Regions from separate parts of the Canis lupus genome. Here region 1 is linked to region 2. The links are chromatin contacts, called in public Hi-C maps. All regions are on one chromosome and are shown on one strand. Each heading gives the region's core, a stretch centred on a gene start, on an enhancer-like site or on the middle of the called end of the contact. The rest is flanking DNA. Distances are from core to core; before and after follow the strand shown. Region 1 has its middle 29 kb from the start of PSAP. Region 2 overlaps PSAP (prosaposin).

Region 1 (6,000 bases), core at 1,037-3,536, 61 kb before region 2:
GTCGGCCTTGCTGCCTAGCCCCAAATGCCTGCAGTGGGTGGGGGGATGGGGTGACTGGGTGACGGCACTGAGGAGGGCACTTGACAGGATGAGCATTGAGTGTTATACTATATGTTGGCAAATCGAACTCCAATAAAAAAATATACAAAAAATAAATTTAAAACAAAACAAAAACCCCACAAATGCCTGCAGTCCCTCTCCCTCATCATTGCGAGGAGCCAAGAGACCAGCACGGACTCCACACTTGCCACAGGGGCTGCTTCCCTGCAGGAGCCCCTGCCTCAGATCCAACCCCAGGGCCCCCAGGACCTGCTGCTCACCCAGAGTGTCTCAGTCCTTGGAGGCTGCTGACAAAGTGCCCAGAGTGGGGGGCTGATGAACAGCAGAAATGTATTTCTCCCAGTACCAGAGGCTGGAAGTTCCAGATCCAGAAGCCAGCATGGTCACGTTCCAGAGAGGCCCCTCTTCCAAGATGCAGACTGTCGATGTCTCATCATAGACTCACATGGAGAAGAAAAGCACCAGGAAGGGGATCCCTGGGTGGCGCAGTGGTTTAGCGCCTGCCTTCGGCCCAGGGCGCGATCCTGGAGACCCGGGATCGAATCCCACGTCGGGCTCCCGGTGCATGGAGCCTGCTTCTCCCTCTGCCTATGTCTCTGCCTCTCTCTCTCACTGTGTACCTATCATAAATAAATAAAAATAAAAAAAATAAAGAAAAGCACCAGGAGGCTCTCTGAGGTCCCTTTTATAAGAGCACTGGCTCCATTCGCGAGGCCTCCACCCTGATGACCGACCTACTGCCCCAAGGTCCCACCTCCTAATGGCATCACATTGGGGGTTAGGATTTCAACATGCGAATTTGGGGTAGACAGGAACGTTGTCTATCACAGAGGGTGACTGAGGCCAGGCTGGGGCCAGGGGAGGGTCCCCCAGGGAGCAGTCTGTGACTTCAGGCTGGCTGCCTTTGGTAACCTCTGCTGTGTCACCATGGGCCGGCGCCATGGTGAGGGTGCTGGCCTGGAACTGGGTGCTTGCAGGCACATCTGCTGCACAGCATCTGCGTGACTTGATCTTCAAGAAGCTGTGGAATGTCAGGGCCTCTGACGGCCTGGACAGCCAGAGAGGTAGCAGAGAACGGAGTCCTTCCAAACTCCAGAACTGTTCCTGTCCTCAGGGTGGCGTCCTCCAGGTCCAGCCTTATCTCTCCAGGGCCCTGCAGGTAGCATATTCTCTGTCTCCTCAGGGCCTTTGTACATGCTATTTCCTCTGCCCCCAAACCCTTTCCTACCTGCTGCACTAGCCTGATAACTCACCTTCCAAGTCTCACCTTAGATACCACCTCCTCTAGGAAGCCCTTCCTGACCCTCCTAAGTCTGAGTCAAGTGCCCTGGCAGCCCTGTAATCACCCATCAGAGCATTTATCTCTCACTCTCCCTATTCCTGGGTCTGTCTCCCCACTAGAGCTGTGAATCCACAGAGGGCAGGTCAGCTCTAGTTCTCTCCTGCATCCCCACAGGCCTGACACAGGGCTGGTGGTCATGGTTAATAATATCTAGGAACTGATGGATGACGCCAATGAATGGTGTAAACTGGAAGGTGTGGAGTGACTGCATTGCATCTGGAGGGACCAAGGGGAGAGATGCTGTGGGCAGCAGCATGTGCAGCTCAGAGAACGAGATCCTACAAATTTGGGGGACTGTGGGAGACTCAGGGGAGGGAAATGGCCCAGTGGTCTCATGCCTGGCTCCTGGCCAGTGTAAAGAAAAAGGAGCAGCAGGAAGAGCTCCCCTGAAGGAAGTAGGGTCTCTGGGGGTGGGAGATGGGGAGTTCAAGGGCCAGGGCCAGAGGAAGAGCCACATTGAGAGGGATGGTTGCAGGGGCAGGGATGTTGCTGGGGGTGGGGGGCTGTAGGGGGAGAGGCAGGATTCAGGATGGGGCAGGGAACCAAGGACTCTGGGACCCAGGCCTAGACCACAGGCTTGAGGAATACCCAAAGCTGCCTTCTTCACATGAGCCCAGGGGCAGGCCTCGTTAGTATTTCTAACTCTAATATAAAATCCAGGGGCCTCAACTCCTTCATTTTAGGGATGAGTGTGAAACGGGGACCCAGGGATGGGGTGACTGGGCCAGGGAAGCGGCAGGCCCGCGGCAGGGCCTCTGAGCAGCAGGGAGAGGTGGGGACAGGGTGGAATTCAGGCCTCCGCCTCCTTCCTCTCTGGGGTGGAAGGTGCGAGGTGCCCGGTGGTCCTCAGCACTTCTGCAGGCCTCGGCCTCAGCCCCATTTGACAACCCAGGTGGCCGAGGGGTGGGGGGGGCTTTCCCCGAGGTGTGGTGGGCAGTGCAGAGGAGCTCCGGAGAGAGTTCCTGAGGAGGGGGGAGCCCGGGTGCTGCCGGAGGAGGTGGCCCGGGAGGGAAGGAGGGAGGGAAGGAAAGAGGGAGGGACGGAAGGAGGAAAGGAGGGAGGGAAGGAGGGAAGGAAGGAGGGAGGGAGGGAGGAAAGGTGGGAAGGAAGGAGGAAAGGAGGGAAGGAAGGAAGGAGGGAAGGAAGGAAGGAAGGAGGAAAGGAGGGAGGGAAAGGAAGAAAGGAGGAGGGAGGGAGGGAAGGAGGGAAGCAGGGAGGGAGGCAGAGGCGCGCTGCTGGCGTCCGCGGGATGAGCCGGGGCTGCGGGAAGGGGCGAAGCGACCGGGCCGCGTGGGCGCCGCGCTGTGGACGCGCGCAGGTGTCGGCCCCGCCGCGGGCCTCCGGGGGCCCCACCGCCCAACCCCGGGCCCCCCACCCCCACCCCCACCCCCACCCCCAGGGGCGGCCTGAACCCGAACGTGCAGGCCCTCCGCGCGCTTTCGGATCCTCTTTCGCTTCTCCTTCCTTGGAGAGCCGACTGCGGGGTCCGCGGGGACGACCTGAAACTGCGTTTCGAAAGAGGATGAGGATCTGGGCGCCGGGGGTCTTGCGCAAGGGGCGGGGCGGGGGGAGGGGAGGGGAGGGGAGGGGGGGAGCGGGGTGTCCTCGGAGCGAGCGGGGCCCGGGCGGGAGCTGCCCCAGAGCCTCCGCCCCCGCCCCCGCCGCCCGCCCCGAGCCCCGGAGAAGTCGGGGCCACGCTCCCTGCTGGGGGGCGGGGGGCGCCTGGCGGGCGGGGAAGCCCAGGAGTTGCCGGCTCTGTTTTATTTTACGATGAAACTATTTTGGGGGGCGCCTGGGGGCTCAGCGGCTGAGCGTCTGGCTTCGGCCCCGGGCGTGAGCGGGGTCCTGGGATCGAGGCCTGCCCTGCGGGGAGCCCGCTTCTCCCTCGGCGGTGTCCCTGCCCCTCTCTGTGGGTCTTCATGAATAATAAATAAAATCTTTATTTTTAAAAATTCAACCGCTTAAACTTGTAAACGTGAAATTCCAAGTCTGACTTTCTTCTTTCTTTCCTCCTTCTTGCCCAAGGTCACCAGAGAGTTCGTGGGAGAGCAGGGACCCAATCCAAGCTTGATTCCGAGGCCGAGGCCGGGGCCCTCTGGCCAGTGCTCGGGGTAGCAAGACAGTGGACTGCCAGGACCTCTCCCCTGCCTTCTTCTTTCTTCTTCCTCTGGACAAATTTTTCTTTCTTTCCTTTTCTTTCTTTCTTTTTTTTCTCTCCTTTCTCTTTTTCTGCTCGTGTCTCTTTTAACAGATATTTCCTGAGGACCTATCATGGGCTACGGGATGTTCTGGGCCCAAGGATGTGTCACTGAACAGACATGGTTCCTGCTTCTGCGAAATCACTGTGTAGTGAAGGCAAGTTGACAAATAAGTGGGAAAACAAGTGCATAACTATTAATTGTAGTAAGGATTCTGAAGGTTTGGTGTGCATCATATTTTTTTTGCATGCAAATGCATGCAATTTTCTATATTGCACATGCGTAGGCTTTTTATTTTTCATTTCTTTAAAGATTTTATTTATTTTTAGAGAGAGAGAGACAGAGAGAGAGAGAGAGAGAGAGAGCATGCACAATTCAGGGGAGGGGCAAAGGGTGAGGGAGAAAGAATCTCCAGCTGAGCACAGATCCTCCTACCAGCCCGAGATCATGACCTGAGCTGAAATCAAGAGTCCTCTGCTTAACTGACGGAACCACCCAGGTGCCCCATATGTAGGCTTTTAAAAAAACACAAGGATCATATACAATACATGCTGTTCAGTATTTGTCTTTCTTACTTAAAAATGCATGGTGGGCAGGCAGCCCCAGTGGCGCAGTGGTTTGGCGCCGCCTGCAGCCCAGGGCGTGATCCTGGAGACCCTGGATCGAGTCCCACATCAGGCTCTCTGCATGATGCCTGCTTCTTCCTCTGCCTGTGTCTCTGCCTCTCCTTCTCTCTGTCTCTATGAATAAATAAATAAAAATCTTTAAAAAAAAATGCATGGTGGGAAATGTTCCCAATTGGCAGGCACATGCAGGCTACCTTGTTATTTTTGGTGGCAGCATACTATTCTAACCTAGAATTGTGGGGCTGCTATATTAAGGACTTGCCACAGATTCTTGGAGTTCCTGGGGTCCTAGGATTGGCCTCAGGGATGGCTGGAGAGGGCACCGAGTGGGGTTTGTGGTCTGCCTCTCTTTAGCTAGCGCAGCCCTCCTTTGATATGTATCCTCCACCCTGGCTTCATATAAGTCACCTGAAATCTTTTTAAAGCATTGAATCAGGGGGATCCCTGGGTGGCTCAGCGGTTTAGCACCTGCCTTCCGCCCAGGGCATGATCCTGGAGACCCAGGATGGAATCCCACATCTGGCTCCCTGTAAGGAACCTGCTTCTCCCTTTGCCTGTCTCTGCCTCTCTCTGTTTGTGTCCCTGCCTCTCTCTCTGTGTGTCCCTCATGAATAAATAAATAAAAATAATAATTAAAAAAATAAAAAAATAAAGCATTGAATCAGGATCTCTAGGGTGGGCTTGGGGAATGCATGTATTTTTTTTTTTTTAATGAGTTCCTCAGATCTGTCTAAAGTACCACCAGGACTGAGAAGCGCTGTGCTATCGTGGGGTGGGTTTGGGGGTGGTCCACATGAAGATTTTGAAAGCCAGTGACCTCAAAGGAGGACATGGAGTCCTCACAGCAGGTTAGGAGCAAAGCAGCGCTGGGGTTGGAAGTCTTGCTGCCCACTCCAGGGCTCTTCCCTCTCAGATCACCTTTTCTGCAAATTTCCAGTGTATTTGCAAATTTCCCTGTCTTTGAATTCAGAGATCACAGGTAAAGACAAGTGTGTTTTCTTCCTTCTTTTTAATTAAGATTTACATTGCTATTCCAAATATTAAGGCAATAAAGTTCTAATAAAAATAAAAAGATGTACATGGGTAGGCAATTCACAAAAGTAATCCAAAAGACCTATTAAAATGTGAAAAGGAACCCCAAGATAAAGACGCACAATTTATTTATTTATTTTTTTTTAAGACGCACAATTTAAACCAAAGATGATATGTCCTCCCACCCATACCATTGGCAAAGATGAAATGCTTAATGCTACAAAAACGTGGGGAAGTGGGCACTCCCCTTAAAATCATACCCATCCAATCATCTAGAGGGGATTTGGTAATACAGATTAAAAACATTAAAAAAAAATACATTCTGTTTGCTCTAGCAATTCTACTTCTAGGAAAATGCATGTGCTAAGTAAGATACATGTAAAATATGTTATTTGTTACTCTTAAAATAATTGGAAAGAGCAAAAAGATCCAAAAATAAATTATTCTGCATCCCACTGTGGAACAATAAGCAGCCATCAAAAAGGATGCATCTGAGGGTGCCTGGCTGGCTCAGTTGGTGGAGCATGTGACTCTTGATCTTGAGGATGCCAGCTCAAGGCCCACTTTGCGCATAGAGTCTACTTTAAAAAAAAAAAAAGGTTGAAAAAAAGGATGAGTCTGACCTATGGATGTTGATATGGAGAAATGGATATATTGATAAAAATCAAGCTTCAAAATGGTGTTTGGATATGGTCTAATTTTTGCATAAAATTAAATATATGTGTATATTTGCATATGTACA
Region 2 (5,524 bases), core at 23-2,522:
TTTGGGCCAGAATGTCAGAACCTGCCTGGGGAGCGCAAAAGCTAGGGTAGCTCATGGACTGCCTGCATGCCTGATTGAGGTTTCCAGGGAAAATTAGCCATTTCTTACGGGAGTCTATTGGCTCAAGGGAAGCCTCTGGGGGAAAATAACAGGAGCAGGTGAGATGGGGCACCTGGGAAGGGGGGCCTGGGCTGGCAGTGGCCGGAATTCTTATGGAAGAGCATGCGTCCCCCCCTCCCCCTTTTATGCTCCCACTCTGCATGGGCACACCTAGACCTGGACCCGTACCCTTGTTTACCTAACAGTGTGATCAGTTTGTGACTGAGTACGAGCCCGTGCTGATAGAAATCCTGGTGGAGGTGATGGACCCTTCCTTCGTGTGCTTGGTAAGCTCCTCTGGGTGGTGCTTAGCCTGGGCAGTTCTGCACCGAGGGGTCCTCTGAGGTTCTGGCAGTCTCTGGGGGAAGGGCTGTGGGAGGCCAGGGCTTCTAGGCCCTCAGCACTTGGCTCAGCAGCACTGCCTTTTTGGAAGTGGCATGTCAGAGCTGTAGTTCTAGTTGCTTCTAGAAGCTGATAGTTTCTGGTTTTGGGGATTAGTAGGGTGCATCTAATTCTTTGCCCCCTTTTCACCATATAGAAAATTGGAGCCTGCCCTGCTGCCCGTAAGCCCCTTCTGGGAACCGAGAAGTGCGTGTGGGGCCCCAGCTACTGGTGCCAGAACATGGAGGCAGCAACCCAGTGCAATGTGAGTAGCTCGGCGACCGCTGCACAGGCCTGCCTTGCCAGTCGGGCAGCTCCCGGGACAATCCTGCGTGAGGAGGAGCCTCCGTAGTCAGTGCTCTGTACCCTGTCTCTGTGTCCGGGAAAACACGGAGGCCCCGGAGAAGCAATTAGGCTTATTCGCGGCCGCACAGCAAAGGCAAGAGGACTAACTGCATTCTTGCCTGTGAGAAGCGAAGGGTGTGGGTATTTGTTAGTAGGTTTTGCTTCTGCCTTCTTGTTTTTTTTTTTTTTGTTTCTTTGTTTTTTTGCCTTTGGTTCCCTTGTCACAGGGTCAGGATCAGATCCACATGAGGCTGCTCTAGAGGTGGCACAAGTCCTCCCCCTTGGGTCAGTCTCGCTGGAGCCTGGCCTGAATCTTCACCCAGGGCCGACCTGCTGTTCCTGAGTGGCCCTGAGGTGATGGCTGCCCAGCAGCTCCAGGGTGCTGTGGCGCTGTCCTCACTGGGCAGCCACCAGTGGTGGCGACATATTGCTTGGGTGGGACGTGTGGACCAGTTACTTAATGTTTTTATGCAACTTTTTCTTCCTCAAGCGGGTTCCTCGTGGCCAGCAGGGCATGACTGTGGGTCTGGTTGCATCAGTTTGGGCCCCTGCGGGGAAGGGTGGGTAGTGATGCTCACCCTGGCCTGGTCCGGCTCCTTGCTGTGCCAGGCCCGAGCCCACAGCACAGTCAGTGGAGGAGCAGGTGCCTGCCGCTGCCCTGGTAAATGGGCCTGTGGGGTCATTGTTTTCAAGGCCTGAGCTGCTGTGCACCCTGTTGGGTGAGGGTGAGGGCTTCTGCCTTGGGACTTCTGCGCAGTGCCAAGACTCAGCATGTAACCAGATGGAGGGGGCCTGGACCCTACCTGCGTGGGTGCTCACCTCTAAAGCACTCGGTGCTCTGCAGCTGCAACTCTGGACTCTTGCCATAGGAGTCCCTGACATTCGGGTGGCCACATGCTCCCCAGGTCTGCGTGGGGTGCTGTCCAGCCAACCTCGGACAGGATAATGGGTCCCATTTTTGGGTGATGTCTGCTGCACTGATGGGCCAGGAGTGGAGTTTGTCACACAAAGGCTAAAACCCAGCTTCCTCTCTCCCGTCAGGCTGTCGAGCATTGCAAACGTCACGTGTGGAACTAGGAGGGACGTTCCATCTTGGAGAAACTGCGGCATCTTTTCCTACTTGTGTGTCTGGGGCAGTGAACACACCGATCTCTTGACTCGGTTATAAAAATAGGACCCCCTTCTCCCCTTCCTCCCTCCCTCCCTCTCCTGTCTCTCGATTGTAGCATCGCTGTCTGTGTGGGAGGCACCTGGCCTGCAGCTGCCACCACTGCTTCACTGTCCCTTTCCTTTGCCTAGACAGGTGAGGAGGACTGTGCACTTGGAGGGCTTTCAGCCTGCCCTTGCGCGGTGGCTACCTGGAGGCGGCGGCAATGGAGGTGGTGGGGGCCTTGGGTGCTTGTGTGAGCCAGAGCTGCTTGACAGAAGGCTCTCCATCCTCCTTGGCTGGGGCCTTGTTCTGAGCCCTCCACCTACCCCTAAGCATGGACCTCCCCTCTTCCTGGGCTGCTATACAGAGAAGCAAAACAAAGGCAGTTTTATAAGAAAGGCTCAGAATAATTAGACTTCTTAAAAACCACATAGTTCTCACTGGAGGGGAAATTCAGGAAGCGGCTGCTCAGGAGGCCTGGGTGGGTCTCGGGTTTGCTGTCCCCGGGTCAACCTCTGATTCAGCTTTGCGGTGTCTTTCCTGGTGATGCCTTGTTCCGAAGTTCTGTGGGTTTGGGTGGGAGGGGAAGAACCTTCCTGAATGTAATCTGCTAGCTCTGTGTGGAGGTCCTGTGGGCTTGGCTCGTGTGTGTGTGTGTGTGTGGGTGTGGGTGTGGGTGTGGGTGTGGGTGTGGTGACTGCCTCTTGCTTGCTCTTGTGTCCGCCCGACTGCTGAAGCCTTGCCTTGTGCATCTGTAGTGCTGCCCGGAGCCCACCTTTGCTCTGGGCGTCCCGGCCCCTTCCCCTGCGACCCCCATTTCGTTTGACCTTTAGGTAAATGTGGATGACAAGCTCCTAAGCCTCTGGCTGTCAGGTGCAGGGTGTGCTAGGCGTGCTCTCCAGGGGCCCTGGCTGCCGCCCTGCCTCTCTCACTTGGCCACCTCTTCTGTTCACTTTAAGTTGCCAGGAGACAGTAAGACATGCAGTTACTATTAAATAGACTTAATGACTTTTTGGTTTGTTTTGCACTAAAGTTCCTGTGATTTAACAATAAATAAAATCTGTTAACCAGACCTGAGCCTGAGTGGTTCTGTAACACCTCAGCCAGTGAGTTTGGTTTCTGAATAGCTCCAGGGCCACAGACCTGTGGGTGTCCTCTGGCCCTCTTGGCCACAGAAAGAAGGCGCAGTGGGTCAAGGGAACACCTGAAGGTCAGGCACACATCTGCCCTGCCCGGCCCTCTCCCCCTTGCCCAGCCCCGAGGGTAGTTTACTAGAGGCACAGCAACTTGCTGTTCTTGTGAGTTGCCTTTCTTATTTAAAATGCAGACCATTCCAGAAACGTTCAGGGAGTACCAGTTAAACAAAATCAAGGGGGAAATATTGAGGGAATAACTTAATTTAAAAAAGGAATACACACAAACACTCTACATTCAGAACCCAGGGGAACACCAGTCATTTCTCTTTATGAGCCGGGCACAGTTGGGAAGCCGGTGGAATGTAGGGAACGGTTCGCTCACATTGAGCATGTCCACGTGGGGAGGCAGGGATCACTGTCCAGCAGGCGATGTGCTGGAAATGCACTGGGACTGGAACCAAAGTCAGGGAGTTGAGGCCAGGTGGGATATGCCAGCTCTGGGCCTCCCTTCCCTGGTGCTGGGCGCGGGTGAAGGGGGACGGGCACGATGTGGGGTGGGGAAGAGGGCCTGCTCGGCCTCTTGGGGCTCGGCCTTGGCTGAGTTCGTCCTGACTCTTGGGGCCCCCAGTGACCCTCCTTACCTTGTCCTTAGATGCTTATTATTTGTGTCTGGTTTTTCTTAAAAAAATAACAAATTTTATGAAGGTAGAGGTCAGGTGCTGAATGGGCATCTGGCGGAAGTGGACTCTGAGCAGCTGGTGCAGGCTGCCACCAGGCCCGCCCGAGGTCGTAGGCCCAGAGCCGGCCTGGGGAGGGGCCCGCACTGTGGTCCTGCTCTGCCCTGCCCTGGGAGGGATGGGGGACAGGTGCTGCACACACCGCCGAGGCCCCCCATCTGGTCATAGCTCTGTGATCTCCAGGGGGCTCTCCAGGATCACATCACGAAGCTTGTGCAGGGGCGTGGATTTGGCCGACTCTGTGCGGGCGTTGCGCTCAAAGGCACTGGCTTCAGCGGTGGTCAGTGTCTCCAGCGAGCGACCCAGGCCCTTCTGGTCATCCTCGGGCAGGCTGTTAAGGTCAGTGGCCAGCAGTGTGCCCGTGCTGCCGTGCACCATGTGGATTCCGTCGGGCCCCTTGAGCTCTGTCGGTGGCTTGTGGCGGAAGCGTAGGCTGCCCTGGCCGGGGCTGCGCTCCCCTGGCTCCTCGTCCAGCTCAGTCTGGATCAGCTGCAAGAGGCCACGATCCCCCAATGGCTCTGGGACCCACCTGTGGGCTCAAGGCCATGCCCGAGGGCTGAGCAGCTGGCTGGCCCAGAGCCGCACCTGCTGTGTCCCCCTTTTCCTCCCTACTGCACACAGGTAACTGCAGGGGTCTCTGGGCTCATGCTGCAGTAGGCCGTCCAGCTGACCGTGTTTTCTCACACTGGGTACAAAGGGGAACCACGGGCACTTAGGGTGCTATAGTTGTGTTCTTAGAAGGTGGGCCTCCCATGAGAATCCTCTATTTTGTGTATTTGATGAGCTCTAAAGATCCCATGAGGCAGTTTTAGTATCTGGATGTGTTACTACCAGTCTGTCTTCAAGCAGGATCAAGTCTGGCCAGGTAGGTCCACAGGTGAAGTTGGAGGGGATGGGATATAGTGGGACTCAGCATGTGGCACTTCTGTGTGGAACTGTTAGCTTTAGCCTGTTCCATTTGGGAATGGTTGGTCTTACTGGAAATCTGGGTTTTTAAACATAAGTCTGAGTTTTTTAAAGTGTTGACATCACTGCAGGCAAACAAATCTACGTGGACCCATTTGACCCTGACTGATCAGTTTCCTATAGGACATCCCTCCTTCAAGGCACCTTTTTGGGCTCCTCAAGTGTGAGACACACTCCTCAGCCCCCTGCAGAGCCCAGAAAGTAGACTGGGCCTGGGGCTGCTGCCTGACTTCCTGGACCCCATCCATTGCTGTCTTTGGCCCTGGCTGCTAATCTCCAGAGACTCTGAGAAAGAGAAGGGTGGCTGGGGAGAGAGAGGGAGGGTTGGAGGGAGACAGGGAGGGAGGGAAGCAGGGAAGGAGTGAGCATCCCCAGTGCTGGGGCACAGCACACAGCTCCGGGCCCGCCCGGCTACCTCAGAGATGGAGGAGTGGCAGGAGGAGGCTTTTTGCACCATCCGCTGTGCAAAGAGCTTTTTGAGCCGCAGGTAATCCTCCAGGACCACCTTGAGCAGCGAGCCCTGGGAGAGGGAAAGGGTTAACCCCCACCAAGGCCCTTCCCTGCCTGCCACACCCCTCACTCCCATAACTGTTGGAGGCGATGGAAGGTGCTAATAGTCTAGGATGCACAGGCACCCGATCCAGGGGTAGAGAGAGGGCTGGGAGCAGAGCCTGGTGACCGTGACCGGCCAGGACCCACATGGGCTCTGG

The links. Hi-C and Micro-C count contacts between places; a contact is called where the count stands out from the background.
Region 1: a contact with region 2 is called in a Hi-C map of blood, with 4 times the contacts expected there. The contact joins two enhancer-like sites. A contact is called at or near these places in 3 of 9 Hi-C or Micro-C datasets (blood and liver).

The regions. Positions count from the first base shown.
Region 1 is chr4:23,365,932-23,371,931 of UU_Cfam_GSD_1.0, reverse strand. No RefSeq gene overlaps it. Among named protein-coding and RNA genes, the nearest start is that of PSAP, 29 kb to the right of the region's middle. Within about 2 kb of position 2,286, at least 7 of the 20 cell types and tissues checked have an H3K27ac peak or open chromatin away from gene starts, as enhancers often do. A contact at or near this core is called in blood, where this site is marked.
Region 2 is chr4:23,304,364-23,309,887 of UU_Cfam_GSD_1.0, reverse strand. PSAP (prosaposin) reads left to right here. Exons shown (of 14, transcript XM_038534263.1): 12 at 306-386; 13 at 638-745; 14 at 1,867-3,047. The coding sequence ends at 1,902. CDH23 (cadherin-23) reads right to left here. Exons shown (of 69, transcript XM_038534260.1): 68 at 5,230-5,334; 69 at 3,355-4,337. The coding sequence ends at 4,011. Among named protein-coding and RNA genes, the nearest start is that of PSAP, 32 kb to the left of the region's middle. Within about 2 kb of position 1,272, at least 2 of the 20 cell types and tissues checked have an H3K27ac peak or open chromatin away from gene starts, as enhancers often do. A contact at or near this core is called in blood, where this site is marked.